3 separate regions of the Hordeum vulgare genome follow, and all the other regions are linked to region 1. Evidence: chromatin contacts called from public Hi-C data. All regions are on one chromosome and are shown on one strand. The core of a region is the stretch at or near the end of the contact, and the rest is flanking DNA. Distances in the headings are between cores, read along the strand shown.

Region 1 (2,792 bases), core at 84-2,583:
GGCATGAGAAGGTTGGAATGTAGTGCCAACTCTAACTGGATCTATTTGAAAATGTTCAACGTGATTGTTATTTGAAACAACGAGATTTATTTTATTTCTTAAGTCAAAAAATCCAATAAAAAAACGTTTTCATAATTAAATCCCTCGCGACGAGATCTTTCGGACCTCGTATCGACATATTTGGACGACTTTTTTATTAAAGGTTATCATGTCTATTGCATATAAATTAGCAAAGTGTTTACACTGAAGTTGGCATGACATATTTTGATTTTTTTCTTAGTTTAAAGTAAATTTTGACATGTTGTAAAAAATTAAGAAACTAAAATTTTCATGGTGAATTACTAAAATTTGCCATAATCCATGAAATAATTTTGACATCGTTCATAATTTAAAAGAAATTCATCATCAATTATTTTAAATATGAATGATCAATGATTCGAATTTTCTACGAACCATAACTTAAATTGCCATGGTGAGTTCTTTAAATTTTCCATTAGCCATGATAGATGCACTAAAATTTACCATGGTTTATATAAAAGATAGTTTACATGGCCAAGTACTATAATTTTCAAGGTCAAAATATTAAAATTGTTATGATCTATAAACTAAATTTTCTTTAATGAATTATTGAAAATTGCATGATCCATGATATAAATTTATCATGGTTAATTACTAAAATTACCATGGTCAATTAATAAAAATTGTTGTAAAAAATAGTTGAAATATAATGGTATCTTAAAATCAAGAAAAAAACTAAATATAATATATCATGACAACTATAATGTAAACACTATAGCAACTTCAATGTAAACATCATGACAACTTTTAGTTTAAAAAATATCATTGAAATATATCAATATGTAATCTAGTTTTAAAGATTGTCTCGAGACGGAATTAATGATGAAAATAAATTTTTCATTACATTTTTATTTAACGAATAAAATATTTTATGTTCAAAAAAAATATCGCTGATGTTATATGTTTGGTATAATAAGATGGATGATAATGATTGTGTTTGAGTCATGTTACTTCGTATTACACGTGTAACAGTTGTTACTGTTTATTTATTTTTGAGATTTCAGCTTTGGCATGTGCCGAAGCACACGCCAACACGAGCATGTGCATCAAATCTCCGCACCGCATTAGCCAGCGCTCTCGCTCGCATCTTGACGAGGTAGCTCGATCCATCCATACGGGATTAGCAAAACAGCAAGTCAAAGCAGCTAATAACAGCACGGATCCCCGGCATCGCGTCGCGTGGTTTCTCGCAGCTGGCACCGCGCGCAGAGGCCGGAGGACGGCACGGGCATGTGGGCGTGACCGGCGAGCCGGCGACTCCTCGTGCCAGTGCCGGGCACGTGGGTCCGGCGGTATACACGTTTCTGTGCTCTGGCCACCATGGGAATCTTTGTTCCGAGGCACACGTTCCAACTCAGCCTCTTTTATCCTCAAAAAGAAAAAAAAAAGCTCAGACTCTTTTCATTTTTCCCGTGTCTTCGAGGAGTTGCTGAAGCCGAGTGCATGCGTGCAAATGTCCCCTCTCTAGCAGGGCACTGCTGTGCGTCGGCACGCGGACCGAAACTTTCGATCAGCGGAACACGAATCATCCGATCCGTCAGATCAAATCTGGTTTGACTGTCAAATCTGTTCATGCAACAAAAATCATCGATTAAAGTAAAAATAAACAACGATGTAGCAAACTTTGGCCATGGATGTAGCAAAAATAGGGTCGTAGAAAAAAATATCAACGTGGTCGAAGCAAAAAAAGAAGCTGATAATGCGTGGTAGCAAAATAAAAATATAGATTATAACAAAACAATCAGATGAACTTGGGTTACAACTCCGACGAACGCGTATGCAGCTTTTTTAGTGAACGGTTATAGCAAAAAATGATACCGATTGTAACAAAATTAACATCGTTTGTTGCAAAAAATCAAACGCAGGTTGTAGCAAAAAAATCCGACGAACTCGGGTTGCAACCAAACGTGGATGTAATTTTTTTAATGAACAAATTATAACAAATGAAAAACGCCTGTAGCAAATTTAAACGCCGGTTGCAGTAAATCTGGACGAAAAATGCTTCGTGACTGGGCTAGCCACCCGTGCGGGTCGCGCATGATCGGCCAAACGGTTCGGCCGGCGCGCCGACTTCAAACATTCTCCATTTGTAGCGCTGCCGGCCAGCGAAAATGCGAGGCCTGATTCAGGGAGTCCCGTATTAAAATACAACATTTTTTCTCCCACAATTTGGAAATCTTTATACAACGAAAGCGCCCTTGTGACAATACTACTAACTAGGAAAGGAGGTTTAGTATCAGTCCAAACCTCGACCTCGCTAATGCAAAATTAGCCGAGAGATTATAAGATCTAGGTAGATTGAACAAAAAAACAATAAGATATATATTTCTTAGTAGTTTCCAGAAGAAGCGAAGGCGCGGCCAAGGGGAAATTATGACGAGAGTTCGAAAGGTTCACGATCTCCACGCAGTCAATCTTCATCATGATATTCTGATAGCCCCTTCACTTAGCAAAGATGACGCCATCACACGGTGGTAACACTTCAATTATTAGGGCGCACGCGCTCATCCACCGTTTTGACGAGCCCCTTTCCGACGAAGATCATGCAGCCATCGCCAGGCTCGCTCACCTCGATGTTGCTGCACTCAAGATCGCCGCGGGCATGACCGGACTTGATGGAGAAGCCCCTCGGGCTGCACCCTCCCCATGTTAGAGCTCCCTTCGTGTAGGAGGCTCCGAAGACGACCAGCCTTAAGTTGGTTCGAGTTAGGATT
Region 2 (2,792 bases), core at 111-2,610, 410 kb before region 1:
CATACTGTAATTTCCTGATTTTTTCCCTGAATCATTATCATCTTTGAACTAAATGAAAATATTGTGAATCCTGAACATTTTATATTTCGCTAAAGTTTTTGTATTTATGTACATTTTTTGTATTCGCAGACTTTTTTTTAAGTCATGAAGATTGTTGAATACATGATGACTTCTTGAATTCATGTCTTTTAATATTTTCGAACAATGATTGAATTCCTGAACATTTTCAAATAACCACAAACACTTTTGAATTAACGAACATTTTACAAAGAATTTTTGGATGCATGAAGATTTTTTAAATCCAAAACAGTTTTCAAATTCATGGACATATTTTTCAAATCCACAAAAGTTCTTTCGAATTTACGAAAAAAATCAGTTTTTCTCGTTCAGTCAATGTGTTCGGTCCTATTTTCCTTTTCGTTTGTTCGTTTTTGCACATTTGTTTTTGCGTTTTCTTCTTTTATGTGTCTGTTTTATTAGTTTTTTCAGTATTTCCTATTTTTACTTTTTAAACTTTGGTTTTCTTTATTTCTTTCTAGGTATTTTCCAATTTTCTCGCTTTTATGTTTGTTTATTTTGTTGGTTTTCATTGTGTTTGTCTTTTAATACATGTCTACTTTTGTTTCATACACATGAAATTTTTATATACATTTATAATATATTCTTTATACAAGTTTAATATTTTTATAAATACATATTACATATTTTTATAAAGAAATAAGTTTACAATATATTTTCAAATACATTTAAATTATATTTTCTGAACTTATGTCCAAATATTTTTAACATTTTTATGAACTACACAAAAATTTCGTCGATTGTAGTTTTTTCAAAATGTCACACACACATTTTTGAAACTTGTGAAGATCTTTTGAAATCTAACGTCCATTGTTTTCAGCGTACAAACATTTTTATTGATTTACATTTATATTTGTACAATCATTCTTTAAATGTCACATCTATTTCTTCTGAAATGTGCTACATTTTATACTTGTCACAAAAAAGTCATACATACAATTAACATTTTTCATATACATGATCAACATTTTCTACTTTTATAATCACATTTATACATTTTTAGTATACAACAAAAAACATTTTTCAGTACATGTTTGAACAGTTTTCAAATGCAAGATTAAAAAATAAAAAATAATTCAAAACTATAATCAAAAGTATAAATGTAAAAATGAGAATGAAAAACTTGCTTGATTATCATGATATGAGCACACCACGACTGCTAGTTATTGTGCTCGCCTAGTTCTAGCTCCCTGCGGCCGAGCCGATTTTCTTTTTGTCGCAGCAGGCTACTCATAGCATACGTGCTAGCATGCTGGATCAAGTATTGATGCTGGGTGCCAACCAAGGGAGCTCCTACCTGCCGCTCAGTGCGGCAGGAAGCCCCTGCGCCGCACAAGGGGAGCCCCGACTGGGCCGGCCCAGTTTGATTTTTCTGTTACCTATTTGCTGCTCTGTTTTTTTTTAATTTTTTGGATCGTTTTTTCCTTTTTGCTTTTCTTTTTATATTTCAAGCAAAAACAACTTTCTAATTTGAAGAACAATTCAGAAAAATGTGAACAAATTGGAAGTGCATACAATTTTATAAAGCATGAACATTTTTTAATCTTTAGAACAAAATTTTGAAAGGGAGAACAATTTTGAAAAATCCTGAAATTTTATGAAAGCACGAACAAATTTTTCAAGCACGAATTTTCTTTTAGTTTTGAGACCAAATTTTGAAACCGAGAACAATTTTAAACACGCGAACAAATTTGGAAGCGCGAACATTTTTTGAATCTGGCATTTTTTTTGAAAAATAGAACAATTTTTAAATACCACGGACAAATTTGAAAGCGCATACAAATTTTTAAGGCATGTAATTTTTTTGAATTATGAGAATGAATTTTGAAACCGAGAACAATTTTTAAAAATTGGAACAAATTTAGAAGCATCAACAATTTTTTAAAGAAAAAACATTTATTGAATCCTGCGATTTTTTTTTGGAAAAGAAAACAATTTTGAAAAATCCCGAACAAAATTTTGAAGCACCATTTGTTTTTGAATTTTGAGAACAAATTTTGAACCGAGAACAATTTTAAAAAATTGAACAAATTTGGAAGCACAAACAGTTTTTAATTTTGAGAACAAACTTTGAAACCAAGGACAATTTTTAAAAAACGTGAACAAATTGTTTAAAGCACAAACATTTTTTGAATCTTGAGAATTAATTTTGAAAATGAGAAAAAATTGGAAAACCCCAAACAAATTAGGAAGCGCGAACAAATTTTTAAAACTTGAATGTATTTTGAATTTTGAGAACAAATTTTGAAACCAAGATCAATTTTGAAAAATTCTGAACAAATTTGAAAGCACGAATTTTTCTAAAGCACAAACAATTTTTGAATCTTAAGATTTTTTTTTTGAAACTTAAAACAAATTTGAATCTTAAGAAGAAATTTTGAAACCAAAAACAATTATTGGAGAATATAGAACATTTTTTGAAATTCATGAACATTTCTTGAATATTCAAAAACAGTTTTTGAAAATAGAGAACATTTTTTGAGACAGAAACAGAAAAGAATAAAGAAAAATGAAAAAGGAAAAACCGGTTCACGGTATTTTTCTAGAAGTTTCCCAAGACCAGAAAAACCCGACTCGGAACTCTAGAAGGTTCCCAAAACCGGGCACTCCAACCCCCGCTAAGAGGCTAGTCCATTTGAAAGTGATCCCTCTCCTGCTTTGTGCGAAGCCACGACACGGCTTTGCACAGAGCGGCGAATAGGGTTTTCCGCCAA
Region 3 (2,792 bases), core at 115-2,614, 360 kb after region 1:
CTACCCCTGCGCGCTCCATCAATTCAAAAAATCACGGAGAAACCGCCTTGCTCATAGCCCGAATGGATTCTGTATCCGCAGCGCATAATGAGGGGATCCCAATACCCTGCCACTAGTCCTTCCGTGGGATCCCAAGCATTCGAACAACACAAGAAGGTAATCAGATCACCCGTACCGTAGCACGAGTGGGACGTGTCCTACCTCGCCGATTGGACAATCGGAGCCCCAAGCTTCCGATCATCCGAATCATTAAATCTATCTTCCCGAAAGGTATTCAATTATTACTGATCGGAAGCATGCCGACATGCTCCAACACTCAGAATCTTTCGCTCTTGAACCCGGAGTGGTTTACTCAGAGCCCGAGTGATGTAGCCTCGAGCTACAACCTCGGCGTCCATGAGACATCGAGGGCTCCAAAGAGTGCCTTCTACTCGGCCATAAAAACCTCAACTGATTCGGTGACTACTAACGGGGTTGTACATTAGGGGTAGTCCTACGGACCTGCATCTCTAGGCCTGCCTAAAACCCTACATGGACATTCACGTCCCAAAAGCCACCGGTGCAATCATGACCTTACTCGGGCGATCATATCTTCACTCGGCTAGCACAAGGTCACTCGGATAGTTTCGTGTCAGTCGGATGTATGCCGACACTCGGACTACAGCAAGGCGTGGACAACGAAGGGACTGCAACGGCTACAGAGTTAAACTATCACATGAAGTGCAGTGAAGACATGCGTTACGAGTTACATTGGAGTTCGAGCTGCCGTTTCTAGTAACTTTTCATAGTTATTAGCATTAACTCACCCTTGTAATGAGGCTCGGCCGGTCGTGGCGCATTCTATATAAGCCACCCCGATCTCCTGACTGAGGGTTCAACATCATGTACTATCACATACCCCATAAGAAATCATCATCCGCACGGCTCGATATGTAGGGTTGTTACCACTCCAGAATGAGGCCCGAACTCGTACATCCGAGTGTATTCACTGCGCCATAGCTAGGTTTCGCCTCTCATTCGTATCCCTGCTATTGTCACGATCATTTTCATGACCCCGACAGGCCGCTGGTTTTGTTACCGATGTGAAGCTTAGGTCTTGACCATTTTGTATGCTGACCAATTACCCTACCCAAATGAACAAAATCGAGGATCGTGAGTTGGAGTTAGTGTAACATCATCCTAGCAACACACCAGGCGGTTTGTCCACGATGGTCTTGCCCGCACCAGTACGGTGCAGTGCTAACACACACTGAAACTCACACTTGTGCGGGCGTGCTTGTAGCCACTGGTCCCGCGCCCTGCTTCCTAGCAATGCGCCATCCGACTATATCCACGAACCGGTCGAGCCACTCTGTCTCCCACTCGCTGATGAATGGGACTCGTAAGCCGTTCGTTGTGAGAGTTACAGCAGGAACGGCACCACTCGTTCGTTGCTCGCCTCCGCTTCTACCTCCGATTCCCACCCATCGCGCCACCAGTCCATCGCCACTCCCAGAAAACCCTCCACCTCGCTCGGCCGTTGGTGCTCTCCCGATGATCACGTTCGCGGACCTGACGGAGCCGCCGCCGGGCGCCGAGCGGCGCGTTGACCGGCAGCTGTGGCTGGCGTGCGCGGGCGGCATGTGCACCGTGCCGCCGGTGGGCTGCAGCGTCTACTACTTCCCGCAAGGCCACGCCGAGCACGCGCTTGGCCTAGACGCTGGGGCCGATCTCTCCGCGGCGCGCGTCCCAGCGCTCGTGCCCTGCCGCGTCGCTGCCGTACTGTACATGGCCGACACACACACCGACGAGGTCTTCGCAAGGATCCTCCTCGCCCCACTTGGCGACACGGACGCGGATGGCAATGTCCAGGATGATGCCGCGGTGGCGGCTGACGGCGAGCAGGAGAAGCCGGCGTCGTTCGCCAAGACTCTGACGCAGTCCGACGCCAACAACGGCGGGGGTTTCTCGGTACCGAGGTACTGCGCCGAGACCATCTTCCCGCGGCTGGACTACGCCGCCGACCCGCCCGTGCAGACCGTCATTGCCAAGGACGTGCATGGGACTGCGTGGAAGTTCCGCCACATCTACCGGGGCACCCCGCGCCGGCACCTGCTCACCACGGGCTGGAGCGCGTTCGTGAACCGGAAGAAGCTCGTGGCCGGCGACTCCATCGTGTTCCTACGCGGCGACGGCGGGGACCTCCACGTGGGCATCCGGCGCGCCAAGCGCGGGTTCCGCGGTGCGGAGGAGGGATCCTTGTCTTTAACCGGTTGGGGCCGGTACTATTCAGGTCCGATGCGAGGCAATGCGAGCCCGTGCACTCGGGGCAAGGTGCGCGCCGAGGACGTGGTCGAGGCGGCGAGGCTGGCGGGCAGTGGACAGCCGTTCGAGGTCGTGTACTTCCCGCGCGCCAGCACACCGGAGTTCTGCGTGCGCGCCGCAGCAGTGCGAGCGGCGATGCGGGTGCAGTGGTGCCCCGGGATGCGGTTCAAGATGGCATTCGAGACCGAGGACTCGTCCCGCATCAGCTGGTTCATGGGCACCGTCGCCGGCGTCCAGGTCGCCCACCCCACCCGTTGGCCGCAGTCGCCGTGGAGGCTTCTTCAGGTACGGCCGGCACTAAAGCACGACAAACAAATCATTCAGTTTGCTTTCTCTTCCTTGACAGGTTTCGCTTACTTCTCAAATTGGTGAATGCGCAGGTGACCTGGGACGAGCCGGACCTCCTCCAGAATGTGAAACGGGTCAGCCCGTGGCTGGTCGAGATCGTGTCGAGCATGCCGGCTATGCACCTCGCCTCCTTCTCGCCG

The links. A called contact is a pair of places that touch in the nucleus more often than the background predicts.
Region 2: a Hi-C map of seedling shows a contact between it and region 1, with 6 times the contacts expected there. The contact joins two enhancer-like sites. A contact is called at or near these places in 2 of 6 Hi-C or Micro-C datasets (leaf and seedling).
Region 3: a contact with region 1 is called in a Hi-C map of seedling, with 3 times the contacts expected there. The contact joins the promoter of LOC123404596 here to the enhancer-like site in region 1. A contact is called at or near these places in 2 of 6 Hi-C or Micro-C datasets (leaf and seedling) and 1 of 1 datasets of contacts at active chromatin or transcription factors (embryo).

Annotation. Positions count from the first base shown.
Region 1 is chr6H:379,025,183-379,027,974 of MorexV3_pseudomolecules_assembly, forward strand. No RefSeq gene overlaps it. Among protein-coding and RNA genes, the nearest start is that of LOC123406039, 220 kb to the left of the region's middle. Within about 2 kb of position 1,334, at least 2 of the 3 cell types and tissues checked have open chromatin away from gene starts, as enhancers often do. A contact at or near this core is called in leaf and seedling, where this site is marked.
Region 2 is chr6H:378,610,606-378,613,397 of MorexV3_pseudomolecules_assembly, forward strand. No RefSeq gene overlaps it. Among protein-coding and RNA genes, the nearest start is that of LOC123406039, 200 kb to the right of the region's middle. Within about 2 kb of position 1,361, at least 3 of the 3 cell types and tissues checked have open chromatin away from gene starts, as enhancers often do. A contact at or near this core is called in leaf and seedling, where this site is marked.
Region 3 is chr6H:379,380,632-379,383,423 of MorexV3_pseudomolecules_assembly, forward strand. It overlaps LOC123404596 (auxin response factor 8-like), which reads left to right and starts at 1,365. Exons shown (of 3, transcript XM_045098534.1): 1 at 1,365-2,589; 2 at 2,685-2,792. The coding sequence starts at 1,369.